Linked DNA regions of Rattus norvegicus: region 1 is linked to region 2. A link is a contact called in public Hi-C data. All regions are on one chromosome and are shown on one strand. The core of a region is the stretch at or near the end of the contact, and the rest is flanking DNA. Distances in the headings are between cores, read along the strand shown. Region 1 overlaps Sort1 (sortilin 1). Region 2 holds the start of Sort1 (sortilin 1).

Region 1 (4,905 bases), core at 845-3,344, 57 kb after region 2:
GACCAAGCTGGTCTTCTACTCAGAGCTCTGCCTGCCTCTGATTAAAGGTGTGCGCCACCACCGCCCAGCTGTAAAAGCTATTCTTGGCTCGCAGTTGGAGCAGTTTCCACCTGTGGCCAGGTATCCCCACTGCTTTTGAGTCTGAATCACCGCATCATGGTAGAAGTGATAGATGTAATAGATGAAGCCCATTGCCTCAGATATTGGAAGAGAAAGACCCTGACGTCCCTTCATGGACACAGCCCGTGACGGAACTTCCTCTTATTGGCCTAATCTCAGTCTGGCACCCAAGCTGTGACTACCCGGGCAGTGGCAATGAGGAAGGACTTTGAGATCCAAATTACAGCATAAGAGAGAGCTTTGGGGTTTCTCAGTAGCAACAGTTCCTGGTGGTTGGCTGGGACATCCTGTTCAAGTGGTACACCTTCTTCTGGCCTGATAGTCACCAGTGCTGAGCTACTGCGTAAGGTGTTAAGATGGGGTTCCACAGTCAGAGGAGTGGGTAAGAAGGGGAGGGCACGAAGGGAAATGTGCTCAACACAGAATATGCATTTATATGTAAACATGGATGGATGGATGGATGGATGGATGAGTGGATGATGGATGAATGGATGGATGGATGGATGAGTGGATGAGTGGATGATGGATGGATGGATGGATGGATGAGTGGATGGGTGGATGGGTGGATGGATGGATGATGAAGGGAGGGAGGGATGGAGGGAGGGAAGGATGGATGAATGAATGGATGGCTGGATGATGGATGGATGATGGATGGATGATGGATGGATGGATGATGGATGAATGGATGAGTGGATGATGGATGGATGATAGATGGATGGATGGATGGATGGATGATGGATGGATGGGTGGAGAGATGGATAGATGATGGGTAGATGGAGAGATTGGATGGATGGGTGGATGATGGATGAATGGATGAGTGGATGATGGAGGGAGGGAGGGAGGGATGGATGATGGATGGATGGATGGGTGGATGGAGAGATGGATGGATGATGGGTGGATGGATGGATGGTTGGAGTTTCTGAAGAGCAGTTCCATTGTAGCTGGCTGACTGGAGTAGTAGCCTCCAGTGGGGTGGGCTTACATCACTCTTTCTTCAATGCACTGGGCTTACGTTACTCTTTCCCCATTTAGATAATTCCATTCAGAGCATGATCACTTTTGACCAGGGAGGACGGTGGGAGCATCTGCAGAAGCCGGAGAACAGCAAGTGCGATGCTACCGCAAAGAACAAGAATGAGGTTTGTTGGTGCCAACCATCATCTGTGTGTGCAGAAAAGCAGCCAGCCTGCTCTGTTCCTGCCAATGCTGAGCTTTTCCATGATGAAATCTCATTCTTGGTCAGGGTCCAGAGGCGAAGGTGGAAGGCTTAGAAATGAGAATAATGAATTTACTTAGGATTCGTGAAGTAGAAACTGTACGGAGAAGCCAAGATACTGTGGCTTGCCTGACTTTTTAAAAGAAAAACAAGATGGAGTAACAACCATTTGTTTTACCAAATTTCTGAGGGGAGACAGAATGGACAGATGTACTTATTGTTAGCTAAGGATCTACATGGTGGGGTGAGGCCTTGGAAGTCCTTCAGGGGCCAAAGAGCAGCCTGTATTATAGGTGTGGGTAGGCACAGCCTGGAAGAACTTAGTTCAACAACAGTGAAGCTGGTTGTTCCCACATTCCTCTCAGACCTGTTACACACAGGGCCCCTCTGCTTCTCCAGCCTGGAGTCTTTTTGTGGGGAATCTCACATGGCGTGACACCTTCTCCTCACACTCTCCTTTCGTATCCATACTTAATGCATCTGCTTCTATTTTCTCCATCCTTCTGTTCTTCTGCCTTGGGTTTGTGCTACCCCTGCCCAGTTCACCATGCCCAAGGCAGGGGCTATAGTCTCTTCTCTCCTTGGCGCTTTCTGGCTCCCCTGGCTCCCTCAAGACCTTCTCTTGGTTTCGCTTTACTGGGGTAAAGACTGAGCCTCTCTTGTGAATGAAAGCTTTGTCCTGCCTGGCTCTGTCTACCTCTCCCCACCGACACACCCTTGCTGTTCTCTATACACCCTCTGTATCCTCCCAGTGTCCTCACAGAAGCCACGTCTGTGTCCCTAAACCCCGGCTGGTTGTAATCTGCAGTAGTCCTAGCCTACCTTGGCGCCCATCCAGTTAGAACCAGTCATCATTCTTATTCCACTAATAGTTGGCTTAGCCTTTTGCAAAATAAGAAAACATAATGTTTACTATTGTGACCACTTGAGATCTATCTGCTTGTGTGAGACAGGATCTCATGTGTGGCTCTGACTGGGCCTGTGTAGACCAGGCTAATCTCGAGGTCATATGTATCTGTATCTGTGAGCCCTGTCTTTTAAGTGTGGATATTACACGCCTGCCTCATATGAGCTCCTTGAATGGCACTAGTGGTTAGACTGCCTTCACACATTTGCCTACTTTCTGACATGTGCTTTTCCCTCAGCATCAGTAAGGTATAGTTGATAAATTTAAATGGCATATATTCATAATGTATGGTTTGACATTTTCCTGTCTGTATACATTGTAAGATATATGACCATAGTCAAGCTAATTAATGCATACATCAGTTAACTAAGCTATCTCTTTCTTATGTGTGATTCGAGCATTTAGACCTATTCTCTTAGCAGATTTCAAGTATGTCACACAGTTTGCAGGATGCGGTCCATAATGCTTACTAGCTCTTCAGAACTTACTTGTCCAAAACAGAAGCTTCAGAACCTTTTCGCCAATATCGCCCCCCCTGTCTTTTTTTTTTTTTTTAAAGATTTTACTTATTTATTTTATGTATTTGACTACACTGTAGCTGTCTTCATGCACACCAGAAGAGGGCATCAGATCCCATTACAGATGGTTGTGAGCCACCATGTGGTTGCTGGGAATTAAATTTAGGACCTCTGCAAGAGCAGTCAGTGCTCTTAACCTCTGTACCATCCCCCCAGCTCCCACTCCCCTGTTTTTTAAAGATTTTATTTTCCCCTCCCTGTCTTGCCTCCTGATCCCTGGCAGCTACCACTGTGCTCTCTGCTTGTATGAGTTTAGTGTGTTTTGTCGATTCCACATTTAAGTGACATCATGTGGCATTTGTCTTTCATGCCTAGTTTATTTTACATAGCAGACAGCCTCCTGGGCTCATCCATGTGGTTGCAAACAGCAGGCTGTCCTTTGTTGAGAATGATTAACATCCCATTGTGCATGCACTGTATCCTCTCTTTATGCATTCATCTAGCAAAAGAGACATAGACTGGGGGCCGGAGAGATGGCTTAGCAGTTAAGAGCACTGGCTGCTCTCCCAGAGGACCCAGATTGAATTCCTAGCACCCACATATGGCAACTCCAGCTCCAGGGACCTGACACCCTCACACACACATGCATGCAAGCAAAACACCAAATGCATATAAAATAAAAATAAATCGATCACTAAAAAGAAGAAGCTACATGGGTTGGTTCTATACCTCGAGTTAAGCCATAGTGCGTGTAGACTGTAGTTATCACCCTGAGGTTCTTTTTTTTTTAAAGATTTATTTATTTATTATTATATATAAGTACACTGTAGCTGTCTTCAGAAACCAGAAGAAGGCATCAGATCGCATTACAGATGGTTGTGAGCCACCATGTGGTTGCTGGGATTTGAACTCAGGACCTCTGGAAGAGCAGTCAGTGCTCTCAACCGCTGAGCCATCTCTCCAGCCCTTCACCCTGAGGTTCTAACGTCATCTCTTAGCTAAATACCACTCAGTAGTCTTGCTGGCATATCTGTCTTCCATTTTAGAGGAGACACCACAGTGTTGTGTGTAGAGATGGCTTCAGTTACCTTTCCCCAACAGCATGCAAGCGTTGCCCTTCCTTGAACTTTAAGCAATGTTTGTTACCGTTTGTATTTTTGGTAAAGCCATCTCTAACAGGTGTGGTGTGATGGTGCACTGTGGTTTTATGCACTTTTCCCTGACAATTAGTGATGCTAGACACTTCTTCAAACACTGCCTGGCTATTGGCTGTCTTTGAAGAATGGCTGCCTTGTTCTTTGCCATTTTTAAGTAAGGTGTTTGTCTCTTGCCGTGCAGCCCCTTGTGCCATGTGTAGTGTGCAGGCAACTGTCTGTTCTGTACGCCGTCACTTCACCCTCTGCCGTTCCCTTTGCTGCAGAAGCACTGTACGTTGATGTGACTCCATTTGTATGCTTTTGCTTTTTGATATGTGTTCCCAGGATCATATTCAAAGTTACTGCCTAGACTGTTCACGAAGCCTCTTCCCGTGTTCTCTGCTAGTATTTTAGTTTCCAGTCTTACGTTCACCTCTAACTACTTAGAGTAAATTTTTATAGATCACATGAAATCAGAATTCAAGTCCTTCTTTTGCATGTAGATTTCCAGTGTCCCCAGCAACTTTATTGAAGTCATACTTTCCCCCATGTGCTCTCCATCCCTTTGTCAAATACTAAGTGGACATCCATGTGTGGGTCTGGTCTAGACTGTCCTGTCCTTTGGCTGGCCTGCCTGTTTTCATGGCAGCGCCATGCTGCTTGGATGACTGCAGCTTTCTATCCCTGCGAAGCTAGGCAGTGTGGCCTGTCCCCCTTCCTCCTGTCTAATGAGCTTGCTTTGCTAACTCAGACTCCAAGGATTCCTTTTTACCACAGAGAACATTGATTTTTATCAAACACCTCTGTCTATGGAGATGGTTGTATGGTTTTATTCTGTTCATGTGGGACACAAGCTGATATGCATATCACAGAAACATCCTGCCACTCCAGGGATGCCACCTCCTTGGCCATGGTGAATGACAGCGTGCTATGAATTCCATTGCCAGTGTTAAGGGTTTTGGCATCTGTACTCAGTGAAACATTAACCTGTGCATTATTTCAACTTCT
Region 2 (5,104 bases), core at 1,519-4,018:
GGTGCTGGAGGAGCTGAGTTCTAAATCTTCATCTGAAGGTTACTAGAGAAGGCTAACTTCAAGGCAACTAGGACGAGGTCTTAAAGCTCATACTCACACCCACAATGACACTTCCTAATAGTGCCGCTCACTGGGCCAAGCATATTCAAATCACCAGTCATTTAAGAATTTTATTAGGAAGCTGTCATAACTGTGAAAATGTCATCTGTGGTCTCCCATGGTCTTAAAAAAAAAGTACCTCTAGTGGGGAAAAGAGGCAAAAACCTTTTATTTGTATGCATGTGTGCATACACATGTACCTAAGTATATATGAGGAGCCTGAGGAGGTCAGAAGAATGCATTGGATTCCCTGGAACTGGAGTTACAGGTGGTGGTGAGCTGCCATGTGGGTGCTGGGATCTAAACCTGGGTCTTCTGTAAGCTCTTAACTGCTGAGCCATTGCTCCAGGTCCAGTACTGTTTTTAATGCTATAAATTAATGCAGATATGGAAAAGAATACCTCGATTTGAAGAGGTGTGTCATTCACGAATATACAGAGGAAAAAGCAAAGTAAAAACACAGTGTAATGCTCCCAGCTTACAGTTCCTCCTCCTATTGCTGTCAGTGTGTCTGTACTTTATAACTGAGATAACATAAGTATCATTTTCTGCTCTAATTACAATGTGCAGAATTCAGAGATGTTTACTTTTCTTTAAATGCTAAGGTTACTTGTGTTCAAGGAATGATCTACATACATAATTGACTCAGTATTTTTGTGACAAATAAATTCGGGGGAAATACAGTTTTTAGTAACTTTACATATTTGTAAGATTTACATACTCCTGGAGGCAAAGTAAGATATCATGTATAGTATTTCACATTTCCAATGCAGAAGTACAGCGTTTGCCCAGTATGAGTAAGATTCTGGAGTTAATAACTGGTGTTGGAAAAAAAAAAAAAAACGTTGCTGGTAAATCATCAGTTTGAGGAAACTCCAGGATACTGTTAAGAATATATCTAAAACAACACATTAAAAAGTGCAGTTGAGCCAGGAGTGTTAGCACATACCTGTAGTTCCAGAACTTGGGAAGCTGGTGAAGGAGGATCAAAAGATTTTAAGCCCCTGGGTTACAGAAAGACTTCCTTCCCACTTACAAACCGACAAAAACCTGAATTGTACTAAATGGCTAAAAGATGCATCTGGTAGTTTCTCCAGCAGGTGGCACTGTTGAGTTAGCTTTCTTCTTTCCTCATAGTAAGACAATAGACCATTCATCTTTGTCACCCAAACAAAGAAATATTCCTTTGTAGCCCCCTTTTTACTCTCCGTAACTGGTCACATGCTACTGTAACTGACTGCCTTGTGATCTAATCCATACTTGGCACGAATTAGAAATAAGTTGTGCTTAAAAAAATAATGTGGCGTTTATATTTCTGGAAAGAAACACATTCATCGGTTTTCATCTTGTTCAGTAGTTCAGAAACGGGAGGACTTTTCTGTTGATTTGCCATCCTGCTTGGCATTCTAAAGCTTCACATCTCACTTCTTACTGTGGTTTTGGGGAGAGGAAAAAGCCCTAAATATGTGAATAGTTTTGTTTGTACCATTCCAGGTACATATGGAAGGAGGACTTACCATTTTGTTATACAGTAAAACACTCGTTTTACTGTTAAAGTTAAAAGTAACTTCCAGTTGCTTTCACTCTGTTAATAACATTTTGCAAACTTTGAATCTTTTTATCTGGTTTCGTGCGTTCCCACTGAACAACTTGAAATGTTGGGAAGAGGCGGAGTGAAGTTGAGGATTTAGAACTGGTTTTACCAGCACTGCATGTTCTAAAAGTTGTGCGAGCAGCTTCTGCAGTGTAGGAAACAGTGGCGGGTTTATTTACTGGAGGTGGGGTACTAATTTAGGAGGCATCATATTCAGAGAAGGAATTGGTGCGATGCACTCACTCAGGGTTAAGGGTGCTTTTAGGTAACTAAAATCACAGTGTGCCTGTACTGAAATGATCGAAAGCAGGCTTTAGGCATACCTTTAATATACCTACTCTTGGTGGCAAAGCTACCTACATTTCCAAGTCCAGGAAAGCCAATAAGTAATTTCGTCTCTGGACTGCCTCCCTGCAGATGAGGAAGGTGACTGAGGCCAAACACGTTGGAAAGATTTCAGCGGCTTCCATGAGTCACGGGTGTAAAGATGTTCATTGGTCCCATAGGATTTTCGCATTCCCCTCCTTGGCTCCTTCAGCAGACAATGGGCGAGCCAGAGTTAAAATCCTGCTGTACCAGTTTAAGTCGGAGCCCCCTTTCCAACTGAGAGTAGTTCAGGGATTCCCTGGCTTTTCCAGGAGCAGTTTCCAACGAAGGAAATTTTTAAGAGCGTTTGGGTGGGTTGTGGGGGGAGGAGAAGGCAACGTGACCCAATCTTAACCGGAGGGTCTCAGGAGGCGCTGCGAACTCGCAGGCTGAACGGGGAGGGGAGAGGGGTAACCCCTAGGCCAACTCCGGGAGCCCAGCCCGCAGACGCCGAGCGACGGTGGGGAATGACCTCAGCCGTCCCTGCCACGTTCCAGCCAATCAGTCCCGCATCTTGGCATCCGAATCCAGGACCCCCGAAGCCGGAGGCGACGCGAGCCAATGAGGAGTGGGCCGGGGAAGAAGGACAGGCGGCCAGCCTATGGGGGTGGAGAGGCCCGGCTGCGCGTATCCAAGCAGCGCCAGGCCGAGCTCGGGGGTGTGGCGCAGCGCCGGCGGGGGTGGGCGGGCGCGCCGGGTGGCAGGTGTCAGCGGCGTCTGCATTCGGCGGCGATGGAGCGGCCCCGGGGAGCTGCGGACGGCCTTTTGCGCTGGCCCCTTGGCCTCCTCCTGCTCCTGCAGCTGCTGCCGCCAGCCGCCGTCGGCCAGGACCGGCTGGACGCGCCGCCGCCTCCCGCGCCTCCTCTGCTGCGCTGGGCCGGTCCGGTCGGGGTGAGCTGGGGGCTGCGCGCCGCCGCGCCCGGGGGCCCTGTCCCCCGCGCTGGCCGTTGGCGCCGCGGCGCGCCTGCAGAGGATCAGGACTGCGGCCGCCTCCCGGACTTCATCGCCAAGCTGACCAACAATACGCACCAGGTGAGCGCGCGAGGTCTCGGTGCCCCCTTCCCCCCCATTGGGTCGCCCCTCCCGGCCCGCGCGGTCCCGGGCCGCCGCTCCGCTCCCGCTGCAAGCTAGGAGGCTAGCGCGAGACCCCAGCTGCGGAGGGCGGCGAGGCGCGGGGGCGGCGGGGGCCAGGGTGGCTGCGGCCCGCGGGGCTGTGTGTCGTCATAGCCGAGGCAATCTGAGACTTTGACTCGCCGCATTCTTTGCTTCTGCTTCTTAAGTTGTCAGAATCTCCTGATCATCCCCATTTGCCCCCAACCCCCACCCCGCATATAGAACATTGGGTCCACCAACGCTGGTACCTACCAGGAAACTGGAGGCATAATTACCCCTTGAGTGATCGCAGAAGTTGGGCTGCTCAGAAGCAGAGGTGTGCCTTCCCTGGCTCGGTACTTTTGGGGTGATAAGGCTGGCGTCCAGAATTCCCACAGCAGTTGTTAGGTCACGGTTTGTGTATCCATAGTTAAAGGAACACGTACGGAAACAAAAATGACATTGAAACCCAACCGTGAAATGACATCTCCGCTGCTCCCTAAAAAATAAAAATGGTTCAAGATGTTTTCTTAGGGTGCAGGCTCAGAACCCTCTCACCTGACCCAAAACGACCTTGAGAGGCATTACGAACCGAAATCCTGTGTGCAGAACCCAGAGAACAGAAAACGGCTCCCAGGACCTAGATTAGAAGCAGTTGCAGAACAGCCAGAATTATCCAGAAGTTCTGTCTAATGGCTTCACAGAGTTGCCTACTGTCACAAACAAGAGTCTGGGCTGTAACCAGTCAGCCCTCTCTGAGCACTGCAGGCTCTTTACATTCCTTTGCTCCAGACCCATCCTGGAGATAGGCTCCAGTGTGCTTTGTTTCCTCGTAAGTTGACATATGTTCTTTGCACAAAAACTGGTATTGGCTTCTGTGTGTGACCTGCGGCCAACTGAGATCCTGTGATCTGTCTCACTCCTTCAAAACTGACTTCCAACCTTGTGTTGAGCCCTTACTGGGACCTCTCTATCCTGTCCTAATTTCTGATAACTATGAACATTCTGCAGATAGTTCACCTTAAGCCTGCTCTTGTCGAGGCTTTCAAAGTTGTGGTGCTTCTGTTTTGGGCATAAGTATCTGAACCTTGACACATTGCCGTGTTGAGAAATTGTTAGGAAAGTCTTGGTTTTGGTGCAACTAGGACATCTTCCTCCCCCCCCCCCTTATTTCTTTCTAAAATTAACAATTATTGCAACCCACGTATGGGAAAGACATTTTCAGTTCCATGTATTTTCTGTGTTCTGTCTTTTCTTTTGTTCCAAAGAGAAAATGTCCGAGGAGGTGGACGGGGGTGGCTGGAGTTCTGTACTGTTCTTTGTTTACATTCCGTCTCGGTGTCCCCCAAATCTCAGTGTCCCCTTGGGCTTTGAGAGCCATACTTGTTAGTTGTGACTCTCTCTGATTGGAGAATCAGAGAGAGTGGAATGAGTACTGGAAAGTCTTCCTATTTAATGAAAACAAAAATTGTGTAGACCTCTTTCCTTCAGTAGGGTGTTGAGAAAGGATTTACTAAATCATCCCATAGCATCCTTGCCCAGCAAGCCCCAGCATCCTTCAACTCTTCTCTTGCTGGATGACCCATCTGCAATCTGCAACAGTTCCTGGTTGAATGTCACCCATAATGCACCAGTTCCAAAGAAAGAGGTGAAGAAACCTGGTTCTTCTTTGAAGTTCATCTGCAAAGGACTTTCTCTAGTTTACTTAGTTACAGCTTGTTAGGTACACACACACACACACACACACACACACACACACACACACACGCCCGCCCGCCCGCCTTCAGTCTTTATTTAAAATAACTGCCCCCTCTCCCAGTTGTTATCCATCCATAGGACTGTCTTAAAAGACAGTTCATCCTTTTTGTAGCTGGGGGGAAAAAAAAGTGGAGCCTTCAGCCTAGAAGTCATTGCGTCAGTTTTCGAAGGTTCTGTTTCCTCTCAGAAACTGGG

The links. Hi-C and Micro-C count contacts between places; a contact is called where the count stands out from the background.
Region 1: a contact with region 2 is called in a Hi-C map of Schwann cells, with 4 times the contacts expected there. The contact joins the enhancer-like site here to the promoter of Sort1 in region 2. A contact is called at or near these places in 4 of 12 Hi-C or Micro-C datasets (the A7r5 cell line, Schwann cells, kidney and 1 more).

The regions. Positions count from the first base shown.
Region 1 is chr2:198,667,802-198,672,706 of GRCr8, forward strand. It overlaps Sort1 (sortilin 1), which reads left to right. Exons shown (of 20, transcript NM_031767.1): 11 at 1,153-1,259. Among named protein-coding and RNA genes, the nearest start is that of Mybphl, 23 kb to the right of the region's middle. Within about 2 kb of position 2,095, at least 14 of the 93 cell types and tissues checked have an H3K27ac peak or open chromatin away from gene starts, as enhancers often do. A contact at or near this core is called in Schwann cells, where this site is marked.
Region 2 is chr2:198,609,727-198,614,830 of GRCr8, forward strand. It overlaps Sort1 (sortilin 1), which reads left to right and starts at 2,769. Exons shown (of 20, transcript NM_031767.1): 1 at 2,769-3,091. The coding sequence starts at 2,792.